Regions from separate parts of the Mus musculus genome. Here all the other regions are linked to region 1. A link is a contact called in public Hi-C, HiChIP or PLAC-seq and promoter capture Hi-C data. All regions are on one chromosome and are shown on one strand. Each heading gives the region's core, a stretch centred on a gene start, on an enhancer-like site or on the middle of the called end of the contact. The rest is flanking DNA. Distances are from core to core; before and after follow the strand shown.

The links. Promoter capture Hi-C pulls out the DNA fragments that hold promoters and counts their contacts. Hi-C and Micro-C count contacts between places; a contact is called where the count stands out from the background. HiChIP or PLAC-seq counts read pairs in DNA pulled down with a chosen protein or histone mark.
Region 2: an H3K27ac HiChIP or PLAC-seq map of microglia shows a contact between it and region 1, with 5 times the contacts expected there. The contact joins the enhancer-like site here to the promoter of Suclg2 in region 1. A contact is called at or near these places in 6 of 39 promoter capture datasets (the 3T3-L1 cell line, 3T3-L1-derived adipocytes, the C10 cell line and 2 more), 10 of 484 Hi-C or Micro-C datasets (B cells, the G1E-ER4 cell line, the N1E-115 cell line and 6 more), 5 of 115 datasets of contacts at active chromatin or transcription factors (Th17 cells, differentiating embryonic stem cells, embryonic stem cells and 2 more) and 2 of 9 other capture datasets (embryonic stem cells and liver).
Region 3: a contact with region 1 is called in a promoter capture Hi-C map of liver, with 2.8 times the contacts expected there. The contact joins the enhancer-like site here to the promoter of Suclg2 in region 1. A contact is called at or near these places in 5 of 39 promoter capture datasets (3T3-L1-derived adipocytes, the HPC-7 cell line, hippocampal neurons and 2 more), 5 of 484 Hi-C or Micro-C datasets (MC3T3-E1-derived osteoblasts, cerebral cortex and liver), 5 of 115 datasets of contacts at active chromatin or transcription factors (bone marrow-derived macrophages, embryonic forebrain, embryonic stem cells and 1 more) and 3 of 9 other capture datasets (adipose tissue, embryonic stem cells and pancreatic islet).
Region 4: a contact with region 1 is called in a Hi-C map of the HPC-7 cell line, with 1.7 times the contacts expected there. The contact joins the enhancer-like site here to the promoter of Suclg2 in region 1. A contact is called at or near these places in 4 of 39 promoter capture datasets (3T3-L1-derived adipocytes, the C10 cell line, the HPC-7 cell line and 1 more), 2 of 484 Hi-C or Micro-C datasets (the HPC-7 cell line and nephron progenitors), 4 of 115 datasets of contacts at active chromatin or transcription factors (fetal liver, forebrain, microglia and 1 more) and 4 of 9 other capture datasets (adipose tissue, embryonic stem cells, liver and 1 more).

The regions. Positions count from the first base shown.
Region 1 is chr6:95,717,321-95,720,429 of GRCm38.p6, reverse strand. It overlaps Suclg2 (succinate-Coenzyme A ligase, GDP-forming, beta subunit), which reads left to right and starts at 1,584. Exons shown (of 11, transcript NM_011507.3): 1 at 1,584-1,741. The coding sequence starts at 1,655.
Region 2 is chr6:95,482,904-95,486,012 of GRCm38.p6, reverse strand. The region is part of intron 10 of Suclg2 (succinate-Coenzyme A ligase, GDP-forming, beta subunit); the gene reads left to right. Among named protein-coding and RNA genes, the nearest start is that of AY512915, 150 kb to the right of the region's middle. Within about 2 kb of position 1,407, at least 34 of the 459 cell types and tissues checked have an H3K27ac peak or open chromatin away from gene starts, as enhancers often do. A contact at or near this core is called in the N1E-115 cell line, cerebral cortex and microglia, where this site is marked.
Region 3 is chr6:95,510,255-95,513,363 of GRCm38.p6, reverse strand. All of the region lies in intron 9 of Suclg2 (succinate-Coenzyme A ligase, GDP-forming, beta subunit), which reads left to right. Among named protein-coding and RNA genes, the nearest start is that of AY512915, 180 kb to the right of the region's middle. Within about 2 kb of position 1,428, at least 6 of the 459 cell types and tissues checked have an H3K27ac peak or open chromatin away from gene starts, as enhancers often do. A contact at or near this core is called in hepatocytes and liver, where this site is marked.
Region 4 is chr6:95,551,256-95,554,364 of GRCm38.p6, reverse strand. All of the region lies in intron 9 of Suclg2 (succinate-Coenzyme A ligase, GDP-forming, beta subunit), which reads left to right. Among named protein-coding and RNA genes, the nearest start is that of Suclg2, 170 kb to the left of the region's middle. Within about 2 kb of position 1,599, at least 39 of the 459 cell types and tissues checked have an H3K27ac peak or open chromatin away from gene starts, as enhancers often do. A contact at or near this core is called in the HPC-7 cell line, microglia and regulatory T cells, where this site is marked.

The DNA of each region.
Region 1 (3,109 bases), core at 335-2,834:
GAGATGGCTCAGTGGGTAAGAGGGCTTGCTGTACAGGCATGAGGACTGGTGTTCAGATCCCTAGCATCCATGTAGCAAGCCACCTGTAGCCATTCCACTGTAACTCTAGTATGGATCCAGGCATAGGCAGGAAGATTACTGGGGCTTGCTGGCTAAAATTCTAGTTCTACGTTGAGAGATTTTTGTCTCTGGAGAATAAGGTGGAGATAGGGCAAGTCACAGCACACGCACACACACACACACACACACACACACACACACACACACACACACACACACAAAGAGAATAGATTCTGTGGGTAAGGTTTTGAGGAGGAAAAGGCTTATCAAGGACAGATGTGGGCCAAATGTAAATCCTCGGTGAAGCGGCATAAAGACTGTTGGGGTCTCTTGGAGTAATGTTCCTACAGCTTCTCTGTCAATGTGAATTTACATCAAATGGAAGTTTAAAGGAAGCCGACAGAGGACACTCTTGTGAGGGGACTGTTGCTATAGTGTCCCTTGTCTGTCTTGTGATCATAAAAAAACAAAAACAAACCCAACACCCAATTAAAAAATATCCCCAAGTAGTGCTGAGGGGGTGAAACATGAGTTTGAATCTCATATCTCATTATCTAGCCCCTGTTATGTTTCTTATCTGTTGTATGCCTCAGTTTTCTCTTCTGCAGAATGAGTATAGAAATGCCATCTACCTAAAATGTCGCCATGAAGCTTAAATGTGTTCCTAATTGTTCAATGTCTGGTACATACTAGTTGTTACTGTGATTTGTATTTTATGTAAGTGCATAGCAGCCTGGATACTGTACACAAACACTTTTCTCCTTGTAGAGTAGAAAATCCAGCAATAGCTTTTTATTAATTTAAGGTTAAGTAGCAAGAAAACAGATGTCACTAAGGTAGGCCCAAAACCCTCCATCACTTTCGCAAAGAGACAGGGTGGTGCCTGTTTATAATCACAGTATTTTGGAAGTAGAGGCAGGGTCAGGAGTTCGAGATGAATTTCTGGCCAATGGAAGATAGACAAAAACCCTATCTCAAAAACCAAAACCAAAACAACAAACCACTACTACCCAACCAAAACCCAGTACACTCACAACACCCACACCCAAGCTTGTGCCCCCACATGGCCCAGGAACTAAGGGTAGCATTGATCCTAATTCCTTCCCTTGGAACATTACTCTCTCCAAGGTGTGTCCTCTGAAGGTGGTATCAGTTCCTAGGGCCAGACCTAGCAGCCCTCACTGCAGTGTCAAGGTCTAATCTGTCACTCCCAGGGCCAGTTTTAAGTCAGTGCCCCTGGGGCTGAGATCTGCTTTTGCCTGAAAGCCAGGCAAGATGCAGTAAGCTCTGGGAAGCCACATGGCCTTGGGGTGAGATGGTGAAGGTAGTGGGGGGTAGGGGTAACAAGGTGAGGAGTGGGTGGGGGGGTCTTCCACCGCCCCCAGCCCCCTCCTTCCTTTCTTTTTCCCAATTCCCTCACCCCAGCTCTCTACTGCACCCGCTTTCCTCCCCGCCCTTTCTCCCGCCCCGCCCCTCCTTTCTAGCTCCGTCCCTCCTCTCCTGCCCCGCCCCCTCCCGAGGCCTGGGCCCGGGCGGGCTCCCTCCTCCGCCCCCTCCCTCCCCCTCGCCGCCTCTCTTCAGGTTCCTGGTTAAGATGGCGTCCCCGGTGGCCATCGCGGCGCAGGCTGGGAAGCTTCTGCGAGAGCGAGCGCTGCGGCCGCTCCTGGCGGTCAGGTCCCAGGTGAGCGCGGCCCGGGCCACGCGAGCCACCCGCCGTGGTGCCCCATGCTCCGCGGCCTCTTCGCCCCGCGCGACCCCTGGCGATCCGGTGCTCCCCGCAGCGCGGCGGGCTGTGCGGCGTCCGAGGTGTCGGGGATCGCGGGGGTCAGAGTGCACACCCCACGACCCGGATCGTTCTAATGGCTCCCATCAGCCTTGCCCGGGCACTGGCACCCCGCGCTGGGGGCGAGTTCCCAAAAGTTGGGCGCACTGTTGGAACGCAGAGGTTTCTCAGCCGCTTACTGGCTCTGCCCGGGGGCGGCTCTAAGCCCGAGCTCGCTCGGCAGCCACGTGCTCGCTCCCCAGACTCCCGAGGCAGCTCACCTGCCCCAGTCAACCCCGCGGGGTGTCGCTTGTGACCCCCTTGTGCTTGTCTGTGGGGACCTGCAGGGGTCCAGGAGGATAGTAGAAGTGGAGTCTTGTATGAAAGGCCTGTGTGAAAACTCCTGCCTGCCCACTTGGTCCGTGCCTCCTAGAGACTTAACTAGTGTTAGACTCAGCAGCTCCTTCCTCCACGTTGCTCTCTTGTTGAATTTACCTTCTTCCATTGCAAGCGTCGCAGTAGCGAGGCTTTGGAAGGGAAATTGTGAGTTGGCATTGACACTTGGGAGAAGTCATCCAACTACTAGTCTTCCTACTTTCTCTAGTTTACCCGCCCCGCCTCCCCCCCCAACCCCCCCCCCCCCCCGCAAGAAAAACTTTCCAGTCCAATGAGAGGCAAATCACTACATTCTGACCAAGGCATGCATAGGGCACTAGGAAAAACGAAAAGAAAATAACTTACTAATGATTTTTTTTTTGTTTCTCTAAACTTTGGATCATTATGACATCTGTGAAGGTTTTTTTTTTCTTCTTTTCATTACCTGACATTCCATTTCTCTGTTATTGTTAATGGGAATTTAAGAGGCGCTAATAGTTATTACTGTAATATCCTTAACAGGCACTTGACAGTATGGTGGGTAAAGGAGAGGGATGGCGGTTTGTCTAATTAAAATCACAGATACCTGCTATAATAGAGTGAGGAGAGATCTCCAGGCGATCTGAGTCCTGTTCATTATTTAAGTGTTATATATAAAAAAACAAGAGCTGGGGTGCTGTTGCAGTAGGTTTGAATTGATGAGAAACATGGAGCCTAGGGCAGTCAAAAATGAAGAGTGAGAAATGATTGTTCAGAGAAACCTAAAACAGAATGTTTAGCTGGCTGGCGTATGTTGTCACCTTCCCTATCCAAGTTGTCATCTTCCCTATCCAAGTCGTGGAAACCTTGTCATCCTGACAAGCAGACTGGGTGAGACCTGTTACCTACATTGGGCAATGTTCATTGATTACA
Region 2 (3,109 bases), core at 158-2,657, 230 kb after region 1:
GTGAGCGCATCAGCTTGGCCCTGCTCCATCAAAACTCTATTTATGGGCACTGAAATTTGAATTTCATGTAATTTTCATGTATCACAAAATATTATTCTGATTTTTTGCCCAGCTATTTAAAAATATGAAAACTATTCTTAGCTTACAAGTAGCATGCAAAGAGACTGTGGGCTGCATTGGGCTTAAAAGCCAGCGTGTGCCAGCCCTGATTTAGAACAGGAGGCTGAATCAGGCCTGTGATAGCTCACTGATTGCTTGACCAAGTAGATTCCCTAGTACCTGAGCCTCAGTTTCCCCCAGTGAGATGAAGTGAAGGCTTAGCTTAAAGAATTACCAGCATTCTTTTTTGCATGGTGCTCTATGGTACATGGCCAGCGTGTGGTTTTGATTTCAGATAAATCTGAACTCTACTCTTTTTCTATCTTCCAACTTTCTGGGAGTCATTAGGTCAGCTGCTAAGTTCCTGGTACCTTGGGTACTTTATCTGTGAAGTTGGGCTAAAATGATGTTGCTTTTAGATTTGCTTTGAGAATTGAGTTTTATGATATTTAAGAACCAGTAATCATACATAGACAGCAAGCTTATACTGTTTTTAATATTATCTTCGTAGTCTCTTTTAAAATCTGGTAACATGTAGTCAATATGTACTTAATAGTGGCGTTGTATTCTTTTAAAAGGAGCAAAAACCTGAATGATCAGGCCAGGGAGTTGACTTAGTTATAGTATAGAGCCCGCTGCACAAACATGAGGACCTGAGTTCAGATCCCAAGAGCCCATGTTAGCAGGAGGGGCAGCAGAGTTCACACCTGTAACCCCTGGGCTGGGCTGGGCTAGGCTGGGCTGGGCTGGGCTGGGCTGGGCTGGGCTGGGCTGGGCTGGGCTGGGCTGAGCTGGGCTGAGCTGGGCTGGGCTGGGCTGGGCTGAGCTGGGCTGGGCTGAGCTGGGCTGGGCTGAGCTGTGGAGGTAACAGTGAAGGGAGGTAAGCAGGTGCCAGTTTCTGGCCAGCCAGTCTGGCCAATTTGGTAAATTGACCTCTAGGTTCAGTGAGAAACCCTGTCTGAAAACATATGGTAGAGAGTGATCAAGGAATATGCTCAGTGTTGATCTCTGGCCTCCATAGACATACATGTGTACACACACATTTATATAAAAACATACATGCATGCATATGTACATACATACATACACACATACGCACATCTGAATGCCTATAAAAGCAGTAATTCAAGAGAGGCGTCTGCACTGGACAGTGTTATCCTCTGCTCCTGGGGTAAAGGCCAGCCTGAGTTGGGGCAGGGCAGAGGCTGCATCTCTTCACTCAAACCCTGTCAGCCCTGCCCAGTGTCCTCTCTCTTGCATGGTGAAAGCACAGGGTGGATTGATAAATTACCCCTGCATCTCTGTTTACAGCTCTCTTCCTCCACCCAGTGGCAGGAAGCCACTATAGACCACTTGGAAGCAGAGACGTTTTTACCTGCTTCATGTGCTTCTTTTTCTCATGTCTGCTAGCAGCCGAGTAGGAGTCTGTGCTGAGCCAGTGCCCCCTTTGTTTCTCTACACGCTGTCATTCTCAAGGCCTGGAAGTGGGTAGGTAGCCACATGGCCAGACAGCGGTCAAGAAGCCAGAGTTGAGAAGTGACAGCCAGCTGAGCTGTGCGGGTTGATCGGTTATGTGTATGGGTGGTTATTAGCATGTTGTCCTGCAGCCCCATTGAGAAGCATGGCAGCATTTAATAAATATTAAAGCATATCAGCAGCACCATTTAAGTGTGGGAAAGTGATCAGTCCCCATCCTAATTGTGTGCAGGGCATAAACACACTCTTTAGAACACTTAATTCCATGTCAGAGTTTAAAGTGGCTGTGATGGTTTCTACTTAGAAATAAAGTCAGAAAGGGGGCTTGGAATAGATGTCAGCCATGGAGGTCAGAAAGAAGCCTCAAACGCGCCAATAACACCATTCCCCCAAAGATGGAGACACTCACAAGCATTTGCCCAGGGCATCCTCACTCCCCATGACCTGATTTTTACTGGCTCCTTTTTCTTTGCAATCTCTCTTCTCTTTCCCCTCCAGCTGCTTCCTCAACCAGAAGGAGGAAGCAAATGGTAGTAATTGCTGGCCAGGCCAGGATGCGGGCAAAGCCTAGCCATGCAGGGGAAGAGAGGGAGACAAAGGACAGGGCAAGTGCGGAGGCCACATGGCAAGCTCCCCAATTCCTCACCCTGCCTTTCTCTCCTCACATGCTCATCCTTCTCTGGCTTGTTCCCCATGATGTCCTCCTCACCTGTGTCCTGGGTTGGCCTCCCCCCAGCCTCCTTCTGACCTCCGTCTGCTCATGGCGGCTCTCTCTGGATTCACTTCTCAGTGCAGTCCAGTTTATTCCTGGGCTCTTTGAGTGTTACAATCCCTTCACACCCTGCTTCTTCCAAGTGTGATAGTATGTGCTTAATAATTAAGACTGTAATTAAAGTATAACAGCAAGTATAATTAAAATTCGCTTTAGTAGATCCTGAAATTATAAAGCAATTAGGTATTTTGGTGTGGCACTGAAGATGCCGCCAGGAGGTAGAGGGAAGGCTCCCTTCACCGTTTCCCCGACTGCACCCATCAACATAACTCGAGTGTGAGGACTCTCTTCACTTGGCTCACCACATGGTAAGAGAATTGTTTGCAGCTTAGAGCCTGCCCTGGAGAGTAGCCAGGGCAAATGGAATGCCAGGACATGGAGTCACTGCCAAGGCCTCTGGAGAACCCTCAGCTCTTCAAAATGATCAGAGAAGGATCTGTCCAAACCTCTGTCCTCAGGCATCATCGTTTGTGACTGTGGCTGTCCTTACCCAGTCTGTCAGCTCACATGTAACATGTAGCTGATACTGCAAGATTCCCTGAGAAGCAAACCCAGCGCTGACAGGGACGTGTAGCAGGCTGTGGGAAATATCACTAAGCTGCCCCACAGGGCTCATCCCTGTTGCGATGTAGAGATCACTGAGTGCTCCAGCAGCACATCTGACAAGCCTGCTGTAGCTGGAACATTGAAGGCAGTGGCAGGGAAGGAGGCCCAGGAGACTGGGAGAGACAGCTTCGAGCGAGCGCATGGGCATGCAGGGCA
Region 3 (3,109 bases), core at 179-2,678, 210 kb after region 1:
TCTGTCTGCTTAGCTATTTTTTTTAATTGATGTCAGTCATGAATAAAGAAGAAGAAATTACCCATAGAAGTAATTGTTTTTCTTTTCTTAGGAACAGTTAGCCTGTGGAGGCCATTATGTTGTGGGGATAGACAGATAGACTGCCTGTTTATAGATTAATAAATGGGTCCTTCACCAAGTTTCCAGTTGTGTGAGTGTTTTCTATATCAATTCCCCAGCTAATGGTGATGGAGTACACATGTTCACATTCATCAAGGTGACATAAGTCTGAGATGATTGGACAATGTTGTTCACAAAGAATGAGCCAATAAATATTCTTAATCTGTACCAGTGTAGCTCTCATACAAATAAAATATAGCGTTCTAGTTTCATTTCTGTTGCTGTGATAAAATACCCTGACAAAAAGGAAGGAACTTAGAGGAAAGAGTTTTTCAGCTTACATTTCTAGGTTATTGCCCATCACCATGGGGAAGTCAAGCCAGGAACCTCAAACAGCTAGACACCTGACATCCACAGTCAAGAGTGGAGAGAAAGGAATGGAAACATACTGCTTGCTTACTCATCTTCATTTTCCACTCATAAAGTTCAGCACCCACTGCCTAAGGAATGGTGCTGCCCACAGTGGTCTGGGTCTTCTCACACCAGTTAACTAAGAGGGTTCATCACAGACGTGCCATTAGGTCAACCCAGTACGGACAGTCCCTCATTGAAGCTTTTCTTCGAAGGTGATTCTAAGTTGTGTCAAATTGACAAATTAAAACTGGCCATGGATTACAGCTACTACTTCATTAGGAATGACTGTTCTCCATGAAAGGGACTACCTTTTACGTTTGGAAGCCATTTTTGTTACCAGAATATTTCTTTTCCTTTTGACCTAGTCACTTTCTGAAAAGAGTTAATGGGCTGGAAAAATGATTACTTGAGAATTTGCAGAAGAGTCCAAGCCCTGGGGTATTTATGGTCACATGACCACAGTGTAGAAGTGAAGGCCAGAGGACAAGTTCCAGAAATCAGTTTTCCCCTTCTGCCTTGCTTTGAGGCAGGAGCTCTCTTGTTTCTCTCACTGTGTTGCAATCTCCAAACTAGCTGACACAGAAGCTTCCAGCTAATTCTCCATGTCTACCTCTATCTTGCCAGAGGATGGTGGCGATTGCAGATGTACTACCACAGCTAACTTTGTACATGTGCTTTGGGGATTAAACCCAGGTTTTCAGGTTTTTATGGTAAGACACTAAAAGTCCATTTTCTTAAAAGTCTATTTCTTGTGATTGGGTTTTGTCAGTTTGACAGAAACTCAGACATATCTGGGAAAGTGGGAATCTAAACTGAGATGATAACTCCAAAAATGTGGCCTGTAGGCAAGTCTATTGAGTTACCTTCTTGATTAATGATTGATGTAGAAGCCTGCACCACCACACTGTATGGCACCATTCCTGGACAGATGGTCCTGTTGCGTAAGGGAGGTAGGCTATGCAAGAGCTGAGGAGCAAACCAGTGAGCAATTGCCCTTCACATGCCCTTTGCTTCAGTCCCTGCCTCAAGTTTCTGCCCTGACTTTCTTCAGTGATGGACTGCAATGTGGCCTATAAGCTGAAATAAAAGCTTTCCTTCCCAAGTTGTTTGTGGCCATTGTGTTTTATCACAGCAAGAGACAGTTAACTAAAATACCATCCTAATGTTCATTTCTTAGGTGAGGCTTACATGTCTGTCCTTTTTTAAAAAAGCTTTTTACCTATTGGTAAACGTTGTTACTGTCTCTTTGTTCTTCTTTTTATGCCTAGATGACTCTGTGGCCAAATTATACATGCAGTTAGCTCTTACAGTAAATATTACAGACACGCCAAACAGAAACCCAGGCATTCAGGTTGTCCAAGTGGTTTTTATAATTGTGGTTCTAACTCTGATACTAGTTCAAAAGAATATAGGAAGTGACTCTGTAATGGATACTAAACACATCTGCTTTATTCTCCAAATCTCTTTCTTTTTAACCCAAGCCCAACCAACATACGTATGCCCAGAGGAATTTCCTTCCTCCTTGAAAATCCTTTGAATAGTTGACTCAGCCATGGTTTCTGTGTTTGCTGACAAATGGAGAATCAGCTGTAGGCCATGCAGGTCAGGGTATTCTTGGTTGCTGTTTCTAAGTGAAAACTTTCTTTAGATAACATAAATTTAACACAAGTAGGAAGAAAGGGCATCTCTGTAGATGAGGCTGAGGTTTTTGTGGCACAGAACCACAAATATCCCAAGTCTTGGACACTTCATTAGAACACTCAAGTAAGCATTTTTCCAACCCATTACCTCTTTTCAGAGAGTGATTAAATTAGTTAGTTAGGTTAGAACACAGAGAGTTTATGGAGCCGCTCAGATCAAGAGCCCAAGTCATTTGACCAGAGGATGATGCTGTTTGGGGAACATTACCTAGTGTGTGAGTTTAGAATTTTATGGTGCAGCATTTACATTGTTTTCTACCTGTTAAGCTGCTGTTCGAGTTGCAAGGTTGCCTGTACCTACATAGTGCTAGAAGTCCATATGCATTTTGCTTATATGCACCTAACATAAATAAGTAATGAGATTGTTGGTGCTTATGTAACTTCAGAGCTGGGCAACAACTGTATAATACAGTCATTTTAACTCTGGTGCTCCTCAGACAGTCACTGTTAGCAGGTTGGAGGCCTCCCTCACAGAGCTCAGATACAGCCTAATCATCATTATCAATACCAAACAGCCAATTACAATGCATATGATCACCATGTCTTCAGTATTTGTTCAGCTACCTTGTTCTGAAAATGAGTATTCATTTTCTCTCTGAAGATAGATTTTTGTCATTATAGTTTTCTTGGTCATAATTACAAATTAAACAGTATCAAAGGCATAAATCTCGGTCAGAAGAGGGTCATCGGGCTGCACGGAAGGATCTGCACGTCGGATTCTCCCTCTAGCTCAGACCACAGTCAGGTTTTGAAGACCAAGATGTACTTTTCTACTGTGAATGCTATCTTTAGCTCTTTCTAAACAGACACTGTACTTCAAGAAACTCTGGGAAATTCTTTTACAAATGAACAAAGCATTTTAGGTTGTAGAGAGCCAAGCTCATTTGGTCTTCCCC
Region 4 (3,109 bases), core at 350-2,849, 170 kb after region 1:
CGCCACTACTGCCCAGCAGAAGTCCCTTTTTTTATGGAAATGAAAACAGTAAAATATTCATAGGTATTGTTGTGCAACATTGCTTTTGGTGTGTCAAAAAAGAAATGTGATTTGACCTGTCATTCTCAGGCACATGTTACGAGCATTCAGAATGAACAAAGTCAGTGGTAGAGATAAATCTGTTTATAATGTAACATGTTCCTGTTGCTCTCTCTGTGTTTATTAAGTGCGGGCTGTCCAACAGTGTGAACATACACATGAAAAGTTTGTGAGAGTTTTGTTTGTTTGTTTGTTTGTTTGTTTGTTTTGAAGTGTTATTTTGGGCTTGGGAGATGGCTCAGCACTTAAAATGCTTGCTATACAAGCAAGACGACCCACGCTTGTATGCCCAAAACCCACATAAACACGAGGCAGGTAAGGTTCCTTTAGTTCTAGCCTCAGAATGCAGAGCCTGGGCTAGGGGATGCTCTAGAACAAACTGACTGCCCAGGCTAGCCCTATTGGCAACCTTTCGTTTTGATTGAGGGACCCTGTCTCAGAGAATAGGAGGATTCTGCAGGAAGATTCCTGACATCTTGACTTCTGCTTCCCACCTCTGGGAGCACATGTGAACATGCACACATGCACAGGCTCACCCCCTGCTTGTGAAAAGAAGAAAAAGATGGTTTCATTCATTTGTATGTATATGTGTGTGCGTCTCTTTCTTCACATGTGACCTCTGCAGAAAGAAGTTCTTTGTATGTCTTCTTTTTTTTTTTTTTTCATGATCTTGAGTGAATACAGGGTAGATATGCATCATGGATGTGTTTGGTTCAAGAAAACATTTAGTTGGCATTGATAACTGGGCTCCTCCGAAACTGTAGCATTTCTCCCTGGAGCCAGAGTGTGTCTTTTAAAAGGAAAAGAAGAGCTGAACAGGGTCTAAGTTTTTCCACATGGAAATCGATAGCGGCAAGGGCAGACCCACTCCATCCTGTCAGATGCCATCTTGATAAGCGTGGCTGCTTTCCGAGTTAGTAATGGCAGAACATCAGATTTTGCTTCCCTCACAAGACAGAGCTATAAATTGAGAAGTTTATTTTTTCCTTCCTTAAAAGCTGCAAAAAAGCCCTTTAGATACATGGAGGCCGTCAGTGCAACCAAGCCGACTCTCCAGCAAGCCCTTTCAGTTACCTGGTATATGAACACCCATTTCATACAATCTGGTTGTTTGGTTTTGATTTTTTATTTAAAGTACCTATAAAAAGCTAACCAGCATAAGTTTGGTTTTTTAGGGTAGAGTGTTTTGACAGAGATGCAACATAAAGGCTGGGCAGGAGATGCAATATACAGAAGCCTCAGCCTTTGGTCTTTCTCTCACCACAATTAGCAACACAACCTTAGAGCCTACTTGTCAAAGTCTATCATGCTGGAGAACCACCCAGAGAGCTGGGTACAGCACATACTGCCAGGTGCCACTCTGGATAATTTTCTTCAGGTCAAGAAGCCAAAAATTGGGCAGGAATGAGTGTATTTGTCACAGTCTCAAGACCTGACCCAGACAGGATCTTGTGAACAAATATTAGGGGGAGTGGCAAGGGACTAGGAGAGGCTGGCTCTGACCCGGCAGACAGGAAGGTGTGGGAAGATGGTCTGTCAGTCTGTGAGCCAGACACAACCAGAAGAGGCCCCAAGTTTCCTAGGACTGCATCTCACCGGGTTCCATTAAGTTGGAAATTACAGTCTGAGCCCAGCTACCGCTGGCAAGCAATCTACTATTTGGTGGAGTCTCAACAGTAAGTCTTGAGTTACTGCAAGTGGGGTGAGCAGAGAGGGGGTCTGTAAAGTAGTGACACATGAGTGAACAAAGGGACCGAGCAAGCAGAGCAGAGAAAAAGGGAAGTGCAGCAGCTGAAGGCCAAGAGAAGAACGCTGAGGAGGCTAAGCTTAGGCTGGGCTCCCCTCAGGGTGGGTGAACGACCAAATTAGGAGTTTGGGATTTTATTCTTAGAGAGAGGAGTGGGGAGAAAGAGAAATCTCACAAAGACTTGCCACACCACCAGAATGACCAAATCTTAGGAGAGGGTGGGGTCTGCATTGTGGGAAGGGAACAGAGGAAATAGCTTACTGACGTGATCAGTTCTTCCTAGTCTGGACATCCCTGGCCACAGGCTTTCGAGGCCTTGGGTTTTCTACAAATCCCTGGGCTTTTGAGAGCCCTCCGATCTTCAAAACATCACACTGTGGATGTAGCCACATAGATTCAGATAGCTTCACAGAGCTATACCACTACAGCCAAACCAGCTGAAAGCCTGGCCTATCAGTCTCGTTTCTTTTCCTATATATTATTACAGAAACTGTATGCACACTGACACCTGAGGGAGAACTCAAGCAGAGTATCTCTTAACATTCAGAGGTAACAAAGGTAAATACATGAGTAGAATGTTCATAAATATAGTTACCAGTAAATTCTTCCCTACCGATCCCTGTCTCCCCATAGCTCTTGCTGGGGAGATGGCTCAGTTGGTAAAGTGCTGGCCATGTATGCCTGTGGACCTGAGTTCCCATCCCCTGCATCCATGTAAAGGCCAGTTATGAAAGCTTTAACTGCATCTCTGAGGGGCTCTTGGGGGCTGGAGTTAGAAAGATCATAGGGGTCACTAGCCAGCCACCCTCGCAGTTGGTGAGCTCTAGGTTCATTGAGGGTCATTGTCACAAAAACAATGTATGGTATAACTAAGAAAGAGACCGAGTGTTAACCCTTGGCACCTCAGTGTGCACACAAGTGCACATGTGCCAGCGCACGCATGCACATGGACACACGGGAATGTGCAACCCAGCATGTTAAGAAAGTGGGAACACAAGTTTGCACTTAGATTAGGGCAGGTTTTCAGACTCCTCTCTCAGTCCTTACCACGCCTACTTTGAGCCTAGAGGCTCTGAGACAGTTCTCGTGTCTGCTGTTTGGACCAGGTTTTAGCTGAGTGAATAAAGACCCAATGGTTAAAATTTAGAAGTGTGTCCCTTGGCATTGAGGGTACTCCCATTTCAGAGATGCCAGACATAGATGTGCTTGTTTCAGAGGAGAGTCTGCACATCCACTTGTGATTCCCTCCCCCCTCCCCCAAGG